Regions from separate parts of the Danio rerio genome. Here region 2 is linked to region 1. The links are chromatin contacts, called in public HiChIP or PLAC-seq maps. All regions are on one chromosome and are shown on one strand. The core of a region is the stretch at or near the end of the contact, and the rest is flanking DNA. Distances in the headings are between cores, read along the strand shown.

Region 1 (3,840 bases), core at 784-3,283:
TTGGTTGCTAGCACAGTACTTGTCATTAAAATTGTTGTTGGTTGATAGAGAGTTGTTAGAGAGGTTGCAAGTTGTTACTAGGGTACAGTAGTAAGTTGTAGGTGGTTGTTAGAGTGTATAGTAAGTTGTTAGAGGTGGTTGCTAGGGTTTACTAGTTCATTATTTGAGGTTATAGGTGTTTGTAGGGTTGAGGTGAGGTTGTAGGTGGTTCTTGAGGTTTAGTAGTTAGTTGCTAGAATGATTGTAGGTGGTTGCTAGGGTTTAGTTAGACAGCATTGAGGTTGTAGTTGGTTGCTAGCGTACAGTACTTGTCATTAAAATTGTTGTTGGTTGATAGAGAGTAGTTAGAGAGGTTGTAAGTTGTTACTAGGATACAGTAGTTAGTTGTAGGTAAAGTTGTAGGTGGTTGTTAGGGTGTATAGCTAGTTGTTATAGGTGGTTGCTAGGGTTTACTAGTTCATTTTTTGAGGTTATAGGTGTTTGTAGGGTTTAATAGTTAGCTGTAAGTGAGGTTGTAGGTGGTTCTTATGGTTTAGTAGTTAGTTGCTAGAATGATTATAGGTGGTTGCTAGGGTTATAGTAGTTTGCATTGAGGTTGTAGTTGGTTGCTAGGCTATATTGGTTAGTTGTTGAACAGGTAAGGGGTTTGTATTAGTTTGTTGTCATTGAGGTTTATATAGTTTTTTTTTAGTTCTGAGGAAAACTATCTGCTGGTGTACCCGAGTACCTGTGGTGATCATTGTCAAAGTAGTTTAGCTGTGAAATTGCATAAATAGGAAACTCTGTCGTGGATGGTTAGGACAAAAAAAAAACTTTTAACGTGGAAACGATGCATGTCACAGTTCGTATTGTGTCTAGTTTGGAGTCAGTGTAACTCCATCATTCTACATCCACTTCAGAAGCTTGTGGTTAATAATTGAACTCATTATATCAAATAAGCTGGATTCTTTAAACCTAAATTTGGGTAAATATTGACAAACAGTTTTAACCCAGCTGTTGAAACTACTTGGAAATTTTAATCACCAAATGACTTTCCAGACCCTTCTCATTTACTGTTCCTGTCAGGTTATAAAATTTCTCAATCTCTCCGAATCCTGAATCCCTGACAATATTTCAGAAACAGCTGAGACTCTTCTGTGAGCACTTTCCTGAAAAAAACAACAACTTTCTCTTTCTTTAATATATCTCGATCTAACTTTTATTTTTCTAGACAAGTGCTAAAACTTTGCTCTAATAGCACTTAGCATGATTATGTGCCACTTTATGATAAATTGCTAGAAATCGTCATTTGTAAGTTGAATAAGTCCATTTAGTTTTATTATATGTGACAGTACATTCCTATTATTATATGTGATTACATTACATTATATAACTTAAATAAGCACAATCAAAATGTGTATGTGAATATTGTCTCAGCCTATTGCTTTTGGTCTGTGTTTTGTTGGGTTGTCTTTGTGATACGTCTGATCAGGTAACTGGCTTTCCTTTGGCTCTGTTGACCAGAATTTAATACTTGAAACTAAAAATTAGGCACTAAACATTATGATGTAATCAGAATCAAAATGGGCAGAACAAAGATAATGAAGATGACAAATGCTCTTATCTCCATGGCAGGGGTCTTGAAGGGGGCGGGGCATGTCAGACATTAGACAGCATTTGATTGGTCAGAAGTTTTGATGAGAAGCTGAAGTTTGTGGTGACGTCAAAAATGTTATTCTATTTATGTGGAAGAGACAAACGGCAAGCTTTAGCTTTTTATAATAGGTTTATCTTCTATGTGTGAATTTTGTCACTGTTTTGAAGCACACTAGATATCCTTGGGACTAACTTACTGATACTAACATAAACTATTTAAATTTCACAGGACCTTGAAACATCTCTTTTCATTTGATTTATTTATTAATTATTTATTATCTTGCTGGAGCTACAAAATTGCCTACATAAGAAAGGTTCATCAGAAATGTATTAATTCTAGCGAACAGGATATGGCGCTCTTATCAAAACCCCACCAGTATTCGGGCGAAATCTCGCGATAACTGCGCGGGGCCTCAGAGCAGCAGCAGCAGTAATGGCGGACACAGAGCAGGTTGCGGATCTCACCGAAATCAAAGACGAAGAAACCGGCGATTCTCCGGCGGACGAATGCGAACAGGAGCCCGAGCAGAACCAAGACGACACGAATGGCGACAAAACGTAATGTTGAGCCTTTTAAATCAATCCCTGTATGCGTCGCTTCTATCGCTTACGTGTTGTTTGCACGGCCTGCGCGCGAGGCTTTCTGCTCACAGAGAGAAAGATTCGCGATTATTTGTGCTTCAGGCCGCTTATTGTCGATAATCTCTGCTAAATTAAATGATTTCCTTTGGTTTTCGTTCATCACAGCGCGTATTTCTCTCTCGTTTGTCTGTTTTGTTGTGCTGCGTTCATAAGCGGTCCGCGCCATTCAGAGCGGTAACCCATAGCAACCGCCCATCAGCCGCCATTGATTTTCTAGAAGCGAGCAATGTATGCTCTGAGAAAACTGCGCGATTTTGTTTAGAGTGATTATAGACTCGTGTGAAAGCACAGCGAACTCTTGTAGTTTTTGCCAGAAACTAAAATACTAACGTTATCATTTGTGCGAGAGAATACTGAACAATGCGTGACTTGATGCGAGACAGTGATTATGTGAATACCTAATTTGATGTATGCAGATTACAGTATTTTCTGCGTAAGTTACAGTCATGCAGAGGACACCAGAATATGAACGCACAGTATGCAGATATCATGTTAAACCTGTATTGTATGTTTCTTTATTTAGAAAACCATTAACGTTATAAAGAAAAAGATTAACATGAAGTGAAATTAAAAGATCAACTAGAGTATCGAGTATATTATTATTATTATTATTATTATAGATATTACTTTTCTTTTTTCAGCTTTTTGATGTGAGAAAAATCTTAATTTTGAGTGTTGCATTTACATCCAGGGTAATCTGCTTGTTTGAATTACCTGCAGTGCATTATTTATTTGATTTGACCAAAAGTGGTGTTGAACATTTTCTTAATATTTAGCTATTAGGGCTGCCGTTAAAAACTATTGATTAATCCATCAACTTAATTGGCGGATATTCAATTCATCTTTATTTCTCTAGCACTTTTACAATGTAGATTGTCGCCACAGCTGAACACAGAAGTTCTAGTAAACTGAAACCGTGTCAGTCCAGTTGTCAGAGTTGAAGTTAAGTGTGGTTTAACGTTAATTTTCACTGCTGAAGGAGAAAACACTGAATAGCAAATCCATCTCCACAAGTCTCAAACCAAGCAAGCCAAGGGTGACCGTGGAGGAACAAACTTCACCAATTAACAAAAGTGACTAATCCAAACAATTAATAAAAAAACAATCAATAGTTTCAAGTGTGCTTAAATTGTTTACTTAAGATTAGTGCTGCACAATATATCATTTCAGCAGTGGTAGTCACATCACAGTAGGGTTGCACAGTTTACCGGTACTACTATCGCGATACTACCGCTCCAAAATAGTGGCGGTGCCACTGTAGTTTGTAAACGGTAGTATCGTTATTAATGGTTTCATGTGGGAAAGTCACTAAAATGCTCACACGTTTGTGCAGCAATAGACTATTTTATTTAATAGTCTGTGGAGCCCTTTATGGTTGCAAATCTGTGTAGAACTTCCACCTTTTATGGTAGCCTATTGCATGTTTTCTGGCTCTTCAGTTAGTTCGAATGCACATCTGGATTGCTGGTATTTCTGACAATTTTCTTTATAGTTTGAGTTATGAATTACAGTATCACAATACTTCTTGGTAGGGTTGTGTGATGTCGACTAAATTGGCATTGT
Region 2 (3,840 bases), core at 837-3,336, 210 kb after region 1:
TGGTGGTGGTGGTGTAATGGTGTGGGGGAGATTTTCTTTGGGTCCATTAGTACCAATTGAGCATCAACGCCACAGCCTACCTGAGTATTGCTGCTGACCATGTCCATCCCTTTATGAGCACAGTGTCTCCATCTTCTGATGGCTACTTCCAGCAGGATAACGCAGCATGTCATAAAGCTCAATCATCTCAGACTGGTGAACATGACGATGAGTTCACTGTACTCAAATGGCCTGCACAGTCACCAGAGCTCAATCCAATAGAGCAGCTTTGGGATGTGGTGGAACGGGAGATTGGCATCATGGATGTGCAGCCGACAAATCTGCAGCAACTGTGTGATGCCATCATGTCAATATGGAGCAAAACCTCTGAGGAATATTTCCAGCAGCTTGATGAAACTCTGACTCGAAGGATTAAGGCAGTTCTAAAGACAAAAGGGGTCCAACCTAGCACTAGTAAAGTGTACCTAATAAAGAGTGTAAATAGTGAATTTGTTTTCATGCATGTGAATTTGGCTATGCATGTGTACATTGTGTTTTCTGCATGAACTATCATTGAGACTAATCTAGCTCTGTAGTGCGCTGTTGTCGGGCAGCTAAATAAAGACTGTACACATCGTCTCACCACGCAGTGAACTCCGGCTCTTGGTCTGCAGGTGTAGTTGTGCGGCCGGCCGTAGCTGCAGTTGTGGTGAAGTGCACAGATGATGCAGTCGGCGGGTAGTTTAGAGCACAGGCCTCCACTCGGACACTTGGACACGTAGTTATCAGTGACCACTGGAGAAGCTGAACACAAACACAACACACCGTCTTGAATAAACACACTGAACACAACACAACAGCTTCTCACTGTCTTTAACTGGCGAATAGTTCAGACTGTGTGTGTGTGTGGTGAAGTGCAGTATTGATTGTGACCTGAGGATGCGGTCATGGCCACCGGGCTGCTCATCACTGACTTCTGCTGGGCTAAATATGGAGGATCCTGACCCACATGAGGAGAGCTCAGATACCCTGCAGAGAGAGCAACATTACTCATGACAAACATCTGAAAATTAAAGCATATTTCATTCAGAAAACAAAGTCAAAATCATGCACTTGCACTTAATAATCCAGATTAGGGCTGCATGATATTGGAAATGTCTAATATTTCATTATTTTGCGATTATATAATGCAATATGACCAGATAACCTAAATATCTCTATTCGGAAAGAATGATTTGGCAGTGCATCTGCATACAATATAATACATATAATAATCAATCTACAAGCATTAATAAATGCAATAAAAGAGAGATATAAATGAAATAAATAAATATGGGTTGCAGCTTTAAGGGTATTCTCTGTGTAAAACATGAGCTGGATAAGTTGGCGGTTCATTCCGCTGTGGCGACCCCAGATTAATAAAGGGACTAAGCCGAAAAGAAAATTAATGAATGAAGCTTTGCTATGGATGTGACACATGTGAAATTGGCATTTGTGTGACTTTGATAAATCAAATATAATAGTGTGAAAACATTAACAGACGTGTTTGAGTATTTTCAGTCCTGTACAATACAAACCTATACAAACAAACTTAAAAAGGGTTCAGCTATTTTGCTGTAAACGTTATATTTGTCATGGCAAGGTTGACATTTTTGTGTAATTTATCATAAATTATATAAACAATACTCATTAATAATTTGGGAAAGGCCTCCATGTGCTGTAAATACATTCATTTACAAAAACACAATATCAAGACACGACCTGTTTTTTAAATATAACATTATCATACACATATTCACTATTATTTGCTTTATTATTGACATTACACCACGATTTAACCAGTTTACACTGGACTCAAACCGAGAACAACAACACACACTGCAGGAGATCAGATCAGCAGACACGCTCTCCAGAGCCACGAAAACACACGTACCGTCCACACATGAGGAGTAAATGTCGAGCAGCAGCAGAACCAGCATTATATACGAGCTCATTTTATTCCGTCCGCGATCTAGAACCCATTTCTGTCCGTTCGCCGTCATCGTGAAACACTGCTTCCGCCGTTTGACCGAGTCTACTGCTCGCTTCCTCCTACGTAAAAGTCCCAGGGGCAGCTGCTGGCTGAAAATAAGTCACGGACAGCACAGCTCTGCGCAAATGCGAACTCAAAATGTTATGTTTAAATTGAAAGTACAAAGTTTATAAAGACTAATTCTTATACTGTAAAATGTCTCAAATTCTTAAACATTCATAAATACAGATTAATAAGTAAGCTCCACTTTATTTTGCAATGAGTAAGTATTTTCAGTAAAATATTATGTACTATCATCATGGCAAAGATAGTAGAAAATAGTTATTAAAACTAGTATGTCTAAATAAAATCCCAAGGGAAGTTTTTGAAAAATTATTAATTTCACAGGATGGCAAACATAACTTTGTCTTCAAATATGCAAAAGACACAATAGTTATTCTTTCAGAGTCTTTATTTCAATCTTTCAGCACTCAAACACACTTGAACACGTCTTATTACACGGCTGTCTGGAATACTGTATTCTAATTGGTCAGTCACGGTATTCCGAGGTCTGCAATTCCCAGATAACAACCTCTGAATAATACAGACTCATGCAGGAACTGAGAATCATCTTGTCCGTCAGTGAATATGTTTGCATCCATATACTTAAATCTACATTCATATGTATCTGCTTGTCTAGCGTGCAGGTTAGTGTATGCTCCATCAGCTGTTTTCATTCTGTCTGCTTTGTGTTTAATTTAAAAAATAATCAACTATTATGGCTCACAATGTTTGGTGTCTGTGCGTACTGTTGACTGTAAAAGCACTAACCTTGCAAATGCATGTCAACTCTGATATGATGCACACATCTTGTTGTAATGTTGGATCTTTCACTTAGTCAATCTGCATTGATACAACAATGTGTTTTGTGTTTGTTTTGTGGCAAGTAGCAGTAGAATAACCGTGATTAAGTACATCCAGGATGGTTGTTTTCTAGGAATAAACCCTTAAAAGTTTTCTACAGCAGTGCTGCACTTCACATTGGGCTGCTGATTAACCTGTCAGGCTTTATTCTGAGATAACAACCTCCTGGATCTACAATATCCATAACACATAAGAGCCAGCAAACTCAACCTTCTGGAAATGACCCTTCATTCAACATGGCTTTAGTTCTCCTTTCATCATCATCATCATTATCATCATCAACCTACATTAATTCTCATGTATGGTTCAAATGGACTCCCCTTTCATTATGTTGGTGCTGTTTTTGCACCATTGACTTCCATTATAATCTCATTTATTGATTTGTTGAAGTCATGACAGCAGATGATCATGCATTCTTGATTGTTGCCGGGTTTCCCCGTTTGGGAGGAGGCAACATGTTTAATGTTAACATGACGAAAAGAAAGTCAATTTGAGTGAATTGTATTGAGTTTTTTCTAAAATTTCAAAGTATTTACCCCAAAATAAAATGTGTCAAAATAAAATGTCACCAGAAGTCATCACATTTGCTGACACACAGAGAAAGCTGTGGGCAAATGAAGACTCAAAATCAGCCTAGAGTGGATGAAAACAACCCAATGACACACAAGGGATAAACATCTGCATCCTTCATCTTCATCATCATCATCCTTCATCTTCATCATCCTTCATCATCATCATTATCCTTCATCATCATCATCATCATTATCCTTCATCATCATCATCATCATCATCATCATCATCATTCTTCATCATCATCATCATCTTCATCATCATCCTTCATCATCATCTTCATCTTCATCATCATCATCATCATCACCATCATCTTCATCATCATCATCCATTATTCATCACCATCTTCATCATAA

The links. HiChIP or PLAC-seq counts read pairs in DNA pulled down with a chosen protein or histone mark.
Region 2: an H3K4me3 HiChIP or PLAC-seq map of embryo shows a contact between it and region 1, with 2.0 times the contacts expected there. The contact joins the promoter of tm2d3 here to the promoter of myef2 in region 1. A contact is called at or near these places in 2 of 18 Hi-C or Micro-C datasets (caudal fin and hematopoietic stem cells) and 1 of 4 datasets of contacts at active chromatin or transcription factors (embryo).

The regions. Positions count from the first base shown.
Region 1 is chr18:670,112-673,951 of GRCz12tu, forward strand. myef2 (myelin expression factor 2) reads left to right here and starts at 2,034. Exons shown (of 17, transcript NM_001030284.2): 1 at 2,034-2,193. The coding sequence starts at 2,069.
Region 2 is chr18:879,132-882,971 of GRCz12tu, forward strand. It overlaps tm2d3 (TM2 domain containing 3), which reads right to left and starts at 2,087. Exons shown (of 6, transcript NM_001099264.2): 1 at 1,913-2,087; 2 at 913-1,008; 3 at 623-783. The coding sequence starts at 2,021. tars3 (threonyl-tRNA synthetase 3) reads right to left here. Exons shown (of 19, transcript XM_073930115.1): 19 at 2,445-3,840.